Linked DNA regions of Mus musculus: regions 2, 3 and 4 are each linked to region 1. A link is a contact called in public Hi-C, HiChIP or PLAC-seq and promoter capture Hi-C data. All regions are on one chromosome and are shown on one strand. Each heading gives the region's core, a stretch centred on a gene start, on an enhancer-like site or on the middle of the called end of the contact. The rest is flanking DNA. Distances are from core to core; before and after follow the strand shown.

Region 1 (3,137 bases), core at 398-2,897:
CTTCTGTGTGAACCACTACCAGCCCAGGCCGTAGGACCTGTAGTGTGGGGACATGGGATGCCAAGATGCCAAAGGCTCCAGTCAGCGTAGGCACGTCCACTTGCTTGACGTTGGCACTGTCAAAGAACACCTGCAGAGAGTGTACACCATGGGGTAGGCATTATCCCATGCCTGCTGTACAGTGGGCACAGAGAGGATGGAATTCTGATGGGACACAGACACTACCAAGAGCTGACATTAGACTCAGCTTGCTCACCTGTGAAATGTCTATGTCTAAAAGAGTGTCTAGAAGAGGTGACTGAAACAGAGGGCAATGCAGTGTAGTGCAGCGTGCTGATCCAGCCCCTGGTATGGGGTTTCTGAGAAACCCAAAGGCTGTCTCACAACCACTCAGGAAGTTGCTATGAGGTAGTCAAAAGTGTAAAACCAACCCAGGCTTACAAATAGCATGGCTGTAAGTTGGTAAAACCTTGGCTAAGGTCTATCCAATTAAGGATATTAGGTCCAGGGCTGGAGAGATGGCTCAGTGGGTAAGAGCACTTCCGAAGGTCCTGAGTTCAAATCTCAGCAACCACATGGTGGCTCACAACCACCCATAATGAGAACTGATGCCCTCTTCTGGTTTGTCTGAAAACAAACAGTTTACTTACATACAATAAATAAGTAAATCTTTAAAGAAAAAAAAAAAAAAGGATATTTGGTCCAGGCAAACCCAACAGGATGAGGAGCTTCGGTCAATCCCAGGTGACCCCAACAGTGGCCAGGCTTCTGTTCTGAGTCCAAATCTCCTTCAGGATCTGGGTCCAGGCAATTTCCAAGAGCTCCAGGTCTGGGTACTGGTGACCCCTATCTGGGCAACAGCTTGGGGACTTGGGGAATCCCCCACGGGTAGAAACTGTGAGCCATGTAAAACCCAAAGGCATTGCTCTGTGCTCCATTGTTCATCCTAGCTCCAAGTGACACCACCTAAGCCTTGAGTAGAGCCTGGGGTTCATATCAATCTCGGGTACAACACCCAAGGACAGGGCCTGAGTGACCACCACCAAGGTGTAGAGCCTAGAACACCCCAAAACAGAAGGGTTTGTGAAGGCAAAATCTGGGTTCCAGATATAGGTGATCCACCTCCCAGAGGGTGGAGTCTTATGTCCAGGTGACGCCCTTAGGGGTGGAGCATGAAGTTTCAGTGAACACTGAGGTCGAGCCCTGGGTCCAGGTGACCCCATCCAGGGGTGAGGTCTGGGGTGGGGGGAGGTTCACAGGGCCCCATGGGGATGAAACAAATGACCTAATACAAGAGAACCTCTTCCACGGGTCAGATCAGGGGCTTGACGAGTCTGGGGGATGTGAGTTCGTACCTGCGTCGGGGAGGCAAAGGTGAAGGACATCTGTCCGGGCCCGGCGGCGGGGGCAGGTGCAGCGGCGGCCTCGGCGTATGTACGCGCCTGAAGCATCAGGCGGCGCAGGCCCGGGTGACGAAGCAGTGAGGCGGGCAACATGGTGGCGGAAAAGTCAGTGGACTCTAGCTTCGCGGGCGGCCGACACACTGGGCAAGCGAGGCGGCCTTCAGGGAGGGAGAAGGACGACGCGCGGTGCCTTCTGGGAGGCGCAGTTCCCACAAGAACGCACGCGCACAGGATTCTCCGAAGGCTGCGCGATGCAGTACGCGCTGAGCATTCTGGGAGGTATACTTTCCCTTGGCCCCACCCCTTGCAGTGATGCCTAGAAGTGGGATCCTCCTATGCCGGGTGGGTCATTCTGGGAATTGTAGTTTTCTTCGCCTTCTAACAGCAAACGACTCTGGGTTCTTGGGATGCGGTTCTTTCTGCAAACGAACATATTCCCTCAGGAGGGGAATGTTTGCGCGGAAATGATATGGGCTTGATATCAGGTGCCAAGCATTCGAGGCCCAGAAGAAGCAAACCTGTAACGTGTTGGAACAGAAGAATTAAAATGTAGAGTGCGGTGACACACTCTTGCAATCCCCGCACTCGGAACAACCTATTTCCAAAAGTGCATCAAATATAGATGGGCAGTGGTGGCGCGTGCCTTTATTCCCAGCACTTGGGAGGCAGAGGCAGGCGGCTTTCTGAGTTTGAGACCAGCCTGGTCTACAGAGTGAGTTCCAGGACAGCCAACAGCCAGGATTATACAGAAAAATCCTATCTCGAAACACACACACACACACACACACACACACACACACACACACATATATATATATGCATATGCCAGGCGCAGTTAATCCCAACTCCCCGGAGGAAGACTCAAGCGGGGCTCCATGAGTTTGAGACCAACCAGGACTACATCATGAGAAGCTGCTAAATAAATAATTAAATTTCATGATGCCCGCTGCGGTGCGTGCTGGGGAGAGGTCGTGCCAGGAAAGAAGTGCACCGGATGGCGGCAGAGGGCGCGCGAAACCTGGAGATGTACTCGCTCTTCTCCGCAGTCCCCTCCCTGCGGGCCTCCGCCCCTGCGTGCCACTGACGCAGGAGCCCGTGCGCAGGCGGCCAAGGGGCCCCACTGACGCCAGTCTTGTCCGCGCAGCCTCGCTCTCGGTCATGACGTCATCACCCTGCCCCCGCACTCACGCAGGTTCCGGCCTCCGCTCAGCTCTTGGTCCCCATGCCCCACCACGTAGGTTCACAGAAAATGCAGGCATAGGCTTGATGGGGCAAACAGAAGGAAAGCCATTAGCTTTGTTGGATCTTAGAGGAGCAGCTGGCAGCTAGAGGGTCGTGGTCACCCTTGAACCAGAGCCTGGCAGATGCAAGACTACAAGCTAGACTACAAACTTATTCTACTAACTAGAGACTCTGGCACGCAGACCTGCTCAAAAGCCAGCAGTCCTGGCCTTAATCAATCTCTATGAGAGACACCTAGTTCCCAGTCTCTATAATCTGGACAGTTTCCCTGGGCAGTGGGCAGCTAGAAACCCCATTCCCTTCCCTACTCCAGCTCTTAAACAGATACACACGCGCGCGCGCACACACACACACACACACACACACACACACACACACACACACACACCCATACCCGTCCCAGGATCCCATATCTACTCAAATGCTCCATGAAGTAAGAACTCAACGCTAGAAAGATCATGCTTGTCCGGTGGTGAGTGTCCTCTTCCTACC
Region 2 (3,276 bases), core at 328-2,827, 780 kb before region 1:
TGGATCCCATTACAGATGGTAGTGAGCCACCATGTGGTTGCTGGGATTTGAACTCAGGACCTCCGAGTTAAGAGCAGTCAGTGCTCTTAACCACCGAGCCATCTCTCCAGCCCCAAGTCAACTCTTATAAGGACATTTAATTGGGTCTGGCTTACAGATTCAGAGGTTCAGTCCATTATCATTAAGGCAGGAAGCATGGCACCGTCCAGGCAGGCATGGTGCAGGCAGAGCTGAGAGTTCTACATCTTCATCTGAAGGCTGCTAGTGGAAGACTGACTTCGAGGTAGCTAGGGTGAGGGTCTTAGCCCACACCCTCAGTGCCACACCTGCTCCAGCAGGGCCACACCTTCTAATAGTGCCACACACTGGGCCGAGCATATACAAACCATCACACCCTCTGTGTCACGGAGGTTGCCCTTGAGTTCCTGATTCTCTTACCTCCATCTGCCTGGTGCTGAGGTGAGAGCAGGGGGCTCATCCACGGTGCTGGGATAGAAGCCAGGACCTCAGTCAGGCAAACACTCTACACATTGACTCACATTGGTAGCCCTGTGTTTCTGCTATGTTATCCTCAAACTCACCATCCTCCTGCCAGTGCTGGGAAGACAGTAGTGGACATTTGCCTTGTGGCGGCTCTTTTAAAAATTACATTTGTTTACTATGTTCCTGTGTGTGGACACTTTAGCAGAACTTGGCTACTTTGTGGGTTCTTCTTTCTTCCACCCTTTTCTACCCTCTTTCCATCCTTTCAACCCTTAACACTAGATAGGAGGGGGGAAAGGACAGAGAGAAGAGGGGGTGACATTATTGTTAGGCTATTTCCTGTTGATTGGGGGCATTGAGTTCCTTGGAGCAAGTTTGATTTTGCTGTCAGGCTATCTAATTTCTTCTTGTTGTTGTTTCTTCTTTGCACACGACTAGTTAACAAACCGTTACCAACAGAGACCAACCAAAGCCCGTCTTGGGGCCATAACATTTGTATATCTTCTGAAAAGTGTCCATAATTCCTAAGGTCACAATCGCAGAAACTATGTGCAACTGACAAAACCGTGCCTCTGCTAGAGCACGAAGCAAATCATAGTCAGCTGCTGCAGACTATCTGAAGCAGCCCCATATGTGACACCTCTAATTAAAACAAAAACACAAACTCACATATTTCTGTGTTTTTCGAAGAACCCAATTGGAGTCCAGGAGACAATTGTGTGCATTGCTTGTCTTCTCGTATGTAGGGTTCAGCGATCCAAATTCGACCATCAGTTTTGGCAGCAGGTGCCTTTCTACCCTCTGAGGCATCTCACCCACCCTTGCTGTCTTTTTGTTCGATTTGTTCTGCATTTGTTTAATTTATTAATTGATTTCTGTGTGTGCGCTTATGTGGCTTCATGTGTGCATCTGTACACATGTAGAAATCAGAACGCCTCCTCCACCCGCAATCAGGGTAACTGCCAAACCCCGGGTTTTACTGGAAAGCTGGAAACTACATCTCCTGGCATGCCTCGCAAGCTGCCCTGTGGACTACGGCTCCCTGCGTGCTCCGCGCCAAGGAGACTACAAATTCCGGCGCGCTGCGGGCGGCGGCGCCATCTTCCGCGGCGCGGATTGAATGAGCGCGCCGCATTCGGGCAACCGAGGTGATTCTCCCGCCGCCGCCACCTCCGCCATGGCGTCTCTGCCGCCCCACGCGGGGCCCGCCACGCCGCTGTCGCCCACGCGTCTGTCTCGGCTGCAGGAGAAGGAGGAGCTCCGTGAGCTCAACGACCGCCTGGCACACTACATCGACCGTGTCCGCGCGCTGGAGCTGGAGAATGATAGGTTGCTGCTCCGGATCTCCGAGAAGGAGGAGGTGACCACTCGCGAGGTACGTGGGTCGGCACCGGGGACGCGGGGAGCTTGATCCTGGTGATAGGTGAAATGAGCGGAGTCCTGCCCACCCGGGATCCCGGAGACGGTGCATAGAACTAGCTAAGCCCAGCCCACAGGGGACCCGGGGGCTGGTGCACAGCTAGCTGAGTCTTGTTCACTGGGGACTCTGGGGCTGGAATATAAGGGCTAAATACTGCCTACCGGGGACCTCAGTACAGATGCATAACGCTGAAGCCCAGTCCACCGGGGACCCCCAGGGGCAGATGCCGACAGCTAAGTTTTGCTCACCAGGACACCCCAGGGTTGGGTGATAGGCCTGAGCCCTGCCCACCATAGACCCCAGGGACGATTGCAGAGCGCTGAGCGCCGCCCAAGGGGAGGGGAGACACATCTCTTACAGGTGCAAACCGCTAAGCCCCACCCACTGGGGGGACCAGGAACTGGTGCAGGCAGGTAAGTCCCGCCTACCAAAAACCCTAACACAGGTTAAAGTCTGGACGGGGAAGGGGACTAGTGCAGATGGGTCCAAATCCCTCCCATGGGAGGGACTTTAGGGACAAGTGACAGGTGTAAACAATGTTAGTCCCCGCCCCCGAAGCCCCACCCACCCGGGCGCTCTTGAGACAGGTGCTGATGAAGCTAACCTGTGCTCACATGGGGACCCTAAAGGAGACGTGTAGACTGAGGTAAAACTTCAATAAAGCCGGGTCCTAAGGACCTAAGCTTAGCTGAGTGGGATCAGGATGGCTTGTGTGTGTGTGTGTGTGTGTGTGTGTGTGTGTGTGTGTGTGTATGGGTGTGTGTGTGTGTGTGTGGGTGTGTGTGTATGGGTGTGTGTGTGTATGGGTGTGTGTGTGTATGGGTGTGTGTGTATGTGTTTGTGCATGTGGAAGCCAGAGGTCACCTTTGGGTGTTTCCCTCAGTGGTGGCGCACGCTTTTAATCCCAGCACTTGGGAGGCAGAGGCAGGTGGATTTCTGAGTTCGAGGCCAGCATGGTCTACAGAGTGAGTTCCAGGACAGCCAGGGCTACACAGAGAAACCCTGTCTCAAGGACCTTGGGGGACACTTCACATTCCATGAATAGGCAGGAAAGCCCTGCCCACCCAGGGTCATAGGTTTAAAGGACCCTGCCTGATTCCTAAGACACCCCAGAGGTAATGTGCTGAGACTGAGCAAGTCTCCCCAGTTAGGGGCCCATGAGACCCTAGGGGACCCTAAGGAAGTGCTGTCTGGAGGCTGTCCTGGGGAGCTTTGAGGGTCTCTGAGGGAGGAATACCAAGCCTGGCAGACCCAAACCCCTGAGGACCCCAGTGAGGGGTGCTGGGAACCCCTGAGGGAGAGCACCACTCTAGGCAAGACCATCCTTATTCGAGCTGTGGAGATTTGGGGCCCCTGAGGAGAGGTGTTGATCC
Region 3 (3,032 bases), core at 324-2,823, 990 kb before region 1:
CCGGCCTCGCCTGAAGCCCCGAGGCCCCCCGACACCACACCCTCCCCTGGGGAGGGAACCTCCAGTCTTGCGGAGGAACCTTTCTCCTCCTCCCTGAGCGTCCGGAACTAAAGGGAAGGGGGAAAAATTAAAATATCGAACGGGAGGGGGGGGGCTAAGAACGGTTACACAACAGGAGGGGAGGGGCGGCAGCCGGAAGCCGGGACCGCCACCGGCCCCGGGCGAGGGAGCCGCGGAAGCTCCGCCTCTTCTGCATAAACCCCGCCCCTGCACGCAGGCCCCGCCCAAACGCAGGCTCCACCCCCATGCAGCGCCGCGCCGGACGATTTCTAGTATCCATTGGCCCTCAGGTCTGCCACTCACCGCCCCTCCTCCGCAACGCCCCTCCCTGACCCGCCGCTATCGCGAGGCACTCTGGGATTTGTAGTTTATTCTCCAAGGCCACCTTCCAAAACAACAAGCACTGAAGATAAGCGAAAGAACTACAGAGCCCAGGAGAACCGCGACGACGCGCCCGCCTCCCAGACACTCCACCCCTCACCCCTTCCCTCCGCCTCTCTCGGGCCTTTTTTTTTTTTTTTTTTTTTTTTTTTTTTTTTTTTTGCAAAGCCCCCCTCCCTGTTTTGTCAGCCCCCTCCCCCCCTCCGCCAAGGCGCTCCATCCTGGCCAACTCCAACGTCTGCGCGCAATCCCGGATAGGCCTTCCCCGCCCCCCGCTTGCCCACTACCACTCGGAAAGGGGAGCGGCGCGCCCCGGGCCCTATTGCAAACTTAGCACGCGACGCACCCCTCAGCCCCCACCTTCGCCTTCGGTGAGGCCCGGCTCCCCTCCCCCGCGGGCCGCGCGCCGGGAACCCTGAGGCCGTGCCGCCCGAGTAGGGAGGAGGGATCGGGAGCGGGCTTGTGCCCTTCGCCCCGGAGGGACCCGGGCGGAGCCCCCCCGCCTCCCGACTCCTCTTCGGCTCTGGCCGGGCAATCTTGGTCTCCAGAACCCCTGAGCTACGGAGGCGCCCCAGATCCCCCATCCAGTCCGTTCCGCTCCGTACGGGCTCTCGGGGTGCGCACTGCGCCCCCGGCCGCGTCCCCACCCTGCAAGGAAATTAAAAAGGAAAGAAAGGAAAAAAAAAAGAAAAACAAAACCCACCTCTCCGGGAGAGGAGTCCCCTTCAGCCCGGGCAGCTTACCTCGCGGGGACCCGAGCCCGGAGGACGCGCGATCGGGGCAGCCCGCGGCGCGGACCTCGCTCGGGCGGGCGGCGGCGTCACTGCCCCTACAGTAGCCGTACAGTACGCAAAGCCCCGTATGATGCTCGCGACTCCCTTCCTGGTTTGTCCGAGGGCAAGAGGGGTCCTCCCTCGTCTTAAAGGTGCCGCAGCGCCGGCACCCCCACGCCCAGCCCGCCCCCCCGGCCACCGCGGCCAGAACAGGCTCTGCAGGTCGGCTCTTGCCACGTCCCGCGGGGCTGCGCCGCGAGAGCAGATCGGGCTGCGATTAGGGATTTGGGGGTGCCGGGCGGGCGGGGGGCGCAGCCCCGACCCATCGGCCCCTCCCCTGGCAAGCCCGTGACCTCTCCGCCCCGTGCGCGGCGCCGTGCCAGCCTGCTGGCTTATCTACGGCCCGGAGCACCCCAGGGTGCTGGGGGCGGGCAAGAGGGGCCCCTCGGGTTCAGGGGGTGGGGGCCGCAGATAAACAGCCCCGGCCTGTGCGCGCAGGGCGGGGTTCAGGGGGCGCGGGCTGTGCCCCCGAAGCCCGGGGCGGGGCGGGACCGGGTTGGCAATGGGGGCGGGAGTGCGGTGCGCACCCGGAGGACTGGGTGCCGGGGCGTAAGGGGCCCTCTGGCCCAAGGAGCTGAGATGAAGGCGAGGAAGTGACGGTCCCTTGCCTCACACCTCTCTCCAAGGCCACCAGGGCGCTGCCATGGTACCGCATCTCCCTTCTCTGAGCCTCAGTTTCCCCAAATAATGCAAGGAATCGAAAGGAGAAGAAAAGGTCTGTTGCAAGGTCGGCGAGGTTGCATCGGCGCTCCTGTCATCCTTGGCCTCAGTTTACCCAAGTAGTGCAAAGAACCCAGGAAAGGAAGAAAAAAGATCAGAGTCTGCATTTGAGCTCCAGGTCCCCTAACCCCCACATAAACCTCAGTTTACTCAAACTGCGAGGAACCCAGAGTTTGCAAGTACAGCTAGGTTGCTTTAGAGTGTCGGGTCTCCGTCCACCCCCGCCCCCATCTGCGCCTTAAATTACCAAAGCCATACCAGGGACCCCCCAGGGGAAGACTTGCAGGGCCGCGAAATGTCAGCTGAGCTCGGGGGTCCCGCCCTCACCGGTGCAGCCAGCCAGCAAACCTGCCGCCCCGCGATTACATAAAACAGTCGCCTCCACCCGGCTGTGCCAGGGGCGTAGCGCGGGGAAGGGGTTGGCGAGGGGCGGGGAAGGACGGTTGTTTTCCAGGCCTTGTAATTTTCCCCGCAGCCGGCTGGCTGGCCCGGCTGGTGTGGGGCGTGGACCCGGACCCTCGCAGGGGCGCCGCACAGCTCCGCAGGACAGAGGTGGGAAGTAGGAAAGTGCGAATCCAACCCTGCGTTTTCTGTTTTCTTTCTTTCTTTCTTTCTTTTTTTTTCACCCCCTTGTCCTTTTCTCTCCCACTTCCTCTCTGGTCGTGGGAGAGGTCTGGAGAGGGAGGGGAAGGCAGAGGAGGGGACAGGCGACATCCCGGTTCACCAGGCCTGCTGGGTTCGGGTTCCAGCACGCCACAGCCACCAGACGACCTGACTGTGGATCTGGCTCTGGGGAGGGGGCGGAGCGGGGAGTTAGAACCAGCGCCTGGCCTCAGTTTCCCCTTCAGTTCCCCTTCGTATGGAGACTGGCCATCCTTGCTTTAGCTTTAAGTGTGTCTGTCACAATATGAGATGTCAGCCTCCAAATGCCCGGTCCTTAATTTAGTTATTTTTCATTCATTGTTATTTCTGTTGTTGATAATATTTACAAACTGCCCCAGGTCGAAGGGAGCCCGGTATGTTAGTTTTGTTTTTCTT
Region 4 (3,276 bases), core at 143-2,642, 960 kb before region 1:
CCCACCCCATCATAGTGAGTCTGTTACCCCCACACCCATCTCCAAGGGCACTGTCCACTTTCCACTAGGTCACCATGTACTCCCCAAGCCAGGCTCTCCCCTGCACCTCCCCTTGCTTCTTCCAACAGGTTCCTTCCCTCTGCCCCTGCAAGGCCAGCCTTGCCTCCTCAGACAAGTCATGCCTTCAACTGCTCCACTCACCTGGTACCCAGTCTTAAGCGCTAGGCTAGGCTACCCCGCACGGCCTCTGTTCCTCTAACCATACCACACCTCACACACACACACCCGGAAAGCCTCACTGCTCCCCTGATTCTCCTGGCCACCTTCAGGACGTCTTCTTTCTTGGGTCTCCAATTGCCCTGCCTCTCTTCAGGCCCCTCTCCTTACTCCAAGTCATACCTCTCTCTAGCTCCCCTTTCTTGGTCCCAACACCTGCAGGACCTGCCCCCCTCTTGTACCCACGCCGCCCCCTTTGCCCCCTGTTTCCCCTTCAACAGCAGAGATTTTCCCAAAGCCATTCTCTCAGATCCCTGCACCTTGTCCCCATCCCTACCCTGCCTCAGGCACTGCTACTCTCCAGACCAACTTTTCTAAAGCCAAGTTCCGGCCGAGGCCCCGCCCCTCTACGCTCACAGGACTCAGGGCTCTCCCCTTGGGCCACGCCCCTCTCCCATCTGGCCAACCTGATAAGACCACCAGCCTCACTGCTCTGGCCCCGACCCCAACCAGGCTTTTGTTCTAGTCCTCAAAGGCCACGGCCCTCTAAGCTCACAGGCCACTCACCTTAGACCACGCCCCTTTCCCCGGGCCAAGCTGACACACCACGTGACTCACCCAACTGGCCCTGCCTCCACCCCCCCCCCCACAACCCCCTCCATGCCCGGACCCCCAACCAGGCTTTGTTCCAGCCCTCGAACTCCACGCCCCTCTCACCTCCATCCACACCATTCTCAGGACCAGCCCCTGTCCTCCCGGGCGCTGCTATCCCTTCAGACCACACCCCCACTTGTGGTCACGCCCCCTTCACGCCGAGGCCCGCCCCTGTCCTCACACGCCCCGCCTACTCACTCAGAGGCGCCCTCGCTGGTGGGGGACGGGCCCTCGGCGATGGTAGGGTTGATAGTGAGTGCCGGTAACACCGGCTTCCTCCGGGCCAGCATCGGGGCTCCACGGCCAGCGGCGACGCCTCAGCCGGGGCCCATAGGGGGCGGCGCGACGCGGGCCCGGGGCTGCGGCCTAGGCCGGGCAGAAGGTGGAAGGCGGACGAGCCCGGAGCGCCGGGGCGAGCAGACCGACGCCGAGGCCGAGTGAAGCTGACGCTGCAGCGCAGCCGGGAGGTCGGGGAACAGGGGGCGGCCACAAGCTCGCAGGCCGAGCTCTCGCGAGATCTTTTTCTGCGAGGTCCCGCCCTCAACCGAGGCGCATGCGCGAGGTGGCTCCCCGGCCTACTGTAGAAGGGCAGAGGCGGACGCTGTGTTTAATGTTTGCGGCGGTGCAGTCGTCTGTCTGTACGATCAGCTTCCCGGGGTCGGCTGCGTGTGCGTCTCAAACGCGGGTGGGGTTACACACGGCAGGACCGCGAGGAGACAGACCTGCCAGCATCAGTCGACTCAGACTTGTTTAGTTTCATATATTTTCCTAGATTTGGCCGCTGGGACCGTAGGCCTGAGCTACCTTACCTGCTTCCTGCTTTGCTGCGGCCCCGTGTCCTATAGGCGAGAGCGCTACCCACTGAGCCCTACTTCCTGCTGTTTGTTTTGTTGCTTGTTTGTTTTTGTTTTTATTTTGAGACAGAGCCTCAGTACCCCACCCACACTGTTCTCGAAGTTACTGTGTTGTCCAGGCTTCACCTCCACTCCCTGCAATCCTCCAGTCCCAACCCCTAGTGTTTTACTGTTCTGCAACAATCCCATAGCCCTACAGACCTTTCTCACGGCCCTTCATTGAAGCTCGGGTATGGGTAATACATAAATTCCCTTGGTCCCCATCCCTGACGGTCACCATTTCAGTGTGTGAATCCGAACACTTCTTGTGGTTAGGGTCACTTATGTCTGGCTTGTTTTTCCTTTGCCCTCAAGGTCCATCCACAATGGTTTGGATGGCAGGGCTCTCGTCCTTTTCCTGGCCAAATAGCATTCCATTGTGTAGACATACCACTCAGGGCTGGTTCTTTGTCCAGGGTCACACTCTTGGAATTCAGAGTGTACAGATACATAGTAAAACCCCTGCTCTGGGCTCTTGAGCAGGCACATGGAAATCAGACTTGCAGGGTCTTGCTCTGCAGCCCACGGTGGCCATGAAGTTTGTTCTGAGTGACAGCATCTCACAAGGAAGTTCTCCGCGTTTTTTTACCTCTCAGATGGTAAAGATGAAACCCACCAGGGAGGCAAGCAGGCTTTCACCTGGCTACAGCCTTTATTCAGTTCAATGACTTTGAGAATGTATTTTTTTGTTACAATTTTGTGAGAACAAACCATTTTATTTTTTTAAGGTTTATTTACTTATTTATGTATGAGTACACTGTAGCTGTCTTCAAACACACACTAGAAGAGGTCATCTGATCTCATTACAGATGGTTGCGAGCCACCATGTGGTTGCTGGGAATTAAACTCAACACCTCTGGAAGAGCAGTCCTTGGTTGTTTTCTGAGACAGAAAAGAGTCTCATTTTCTGTCTCAGAAAACAACCAAGGACTGGGGTGTAGCCCAACAAGGGACCACTTTCTGCGGCTGGTAGTGGAACCCAGGTGAGTGTTCTGCCCAGTGGAGCCTGCCCCGCTCAGTTACTGTTTTATAAGTCTGTGGATTGTTCCCAGGCCAGCTGCTAAGGAGAAGCTGGGGAGAGACCTGGTTTACATCTGCCTTCATGCATCATTGCAGACAGAAGTCCGGGCCTCAAAACACCATAAATGTCACCACAGCGGTTTCCCAATCGAAAATCCTTGTCCACCAGCTGCACATGGAGCAGATCTAGGCAGGGGCCTTCCCTCTCTTTCTACTCTGTAGAAAGGATTGAACTCAGGGCCTCAGGCTTGGGTGCAAGCTCCTCTGCCCGCTGACCCTCTTGCCGATCCCAGTTGTCCGTTCATTTGTCAGGAGTATCCTGCCCTGCTCACTGGATGCTTGCACTTCAGATATGTCTGGGGTCTCGAGCTCTGCCTTGTTTTCCAGCAGTCCCCGGGAACATGCCCTTATTCCACTTCAGCTCCATGTAATCTTTATTGACCCGCAATGGGACATAATAAACGCACTGTCTGCGAGGTGCAACTGCAGGAAC

What was found. Promoter capture Hi-C pulls out the DNA fragments that hold promoters and counts their contacts. A called contact is a pair of places that touch in the nucleus more often than the background predicts. HiChIP or PLAC-seq counts read pairs in DNA pulled down with a chosen protein or histone mark.
Region 2: a promoter capture Hi-C map of liver shows a contact between it and region 1, with 2.8 times the contacts expected there. The contact joins the promoter of Lmnb2 here to the promoter of Atp5d in region 1. A contact is called at or near these places in 4 of 39 promoter capture datasets (the SN4741 cell line, embryonic stem cells and liver) and 1 of 484 Hi-C or Micro-C datasets (embryonic stem cells).
Region 3: a Hi-C map of B cells shows a contact between it and region 1, with 10 read pairs. The contact joins the promoter of Zbtb7a here to the promoter of Atp5d in region 1. A contact is called at or near these places in 1 of 39 promoter capture datasets (liver), 2 of 484 Hi-C or Micro-C datasets (B cells and cortical neurons), 4 of 115 datasets of contacts at active chromatin or transcription factors (astrocytes, bone marrow-derived macrophages, embryonic forebrain and 1 more) and 1 of 9 other capture datasets (adipose tissue).
Region 4: an H3K27ac HiChIP or PLAC-seq map of regulatory T cell precursor shows a contact between it and region 1, with 5 times the contacts expected there. The contact joins the promoter of Map2k2 here to the promoter of Atp5d in region 1. A contact is called at or near these places in 2 of 39 promoter capture datasets (liver and pre-B cells) and 3 of 115 datasets of contacts at active chromatin or transcription factors (astrocytes, pancreatic cancer cells and regulatory T cell precursor).

The regions. Positions count from the first base shown.
Region 1 is chr10:80,140,825-80,143,961 of GRCm38.p6, reverse strand. Atp5d (ATP synthase, H+ transporting, mitochondrial F1 complex, delta subunit) reads right to left here and starts at 1,647. Exons shown (of 4, transcript NM_025313.2): 1 at 1,356-1,647; 2 at 1-130. The coding sequence starts at 1,496.
Region 2 is chr10:80,916,546-80,919,821 of GRCm38.p6, reverse strand. It overlaps Lmnb2 (lamin B2), which reads left to right and starts at 1,577. Exons shown (of 12, transcript NM_010722.5): 1 at 1,577-1,858. The coding sequence starts at 1,604.
Region 3 is chr10:81,134,812-81,137,843 of GRCm38.p6, reverse strand. Zbtb7a (zinc finger and BTB domain containing 7a) reads right to left here and starts at 1,573. Exons shown (of 3, transcript NM_010731.3): 1 at 1,145-1,573.
Region 4 is chr10:81,104,031-81,107,306 of GRCm38.p6, reverse strand. It overlaps Map2k2 (mitogen-activated protein kinase kinase 2), which reads right to left and starts at 1,392. Exons shown (of 11, transcript NM_001347144.1): 1 at 1,069-1,392. The coding sequence starts at 1,160. Mir5615-1 (microRNA 5615-1) reads left to right here and starts at 2,634; the gene lies at 2,634-2,693. It overlaps Mir5615-2 (microRNA 5615-2), which reads right to left and starts at 2,691; the gene lies at 2,632-2,691.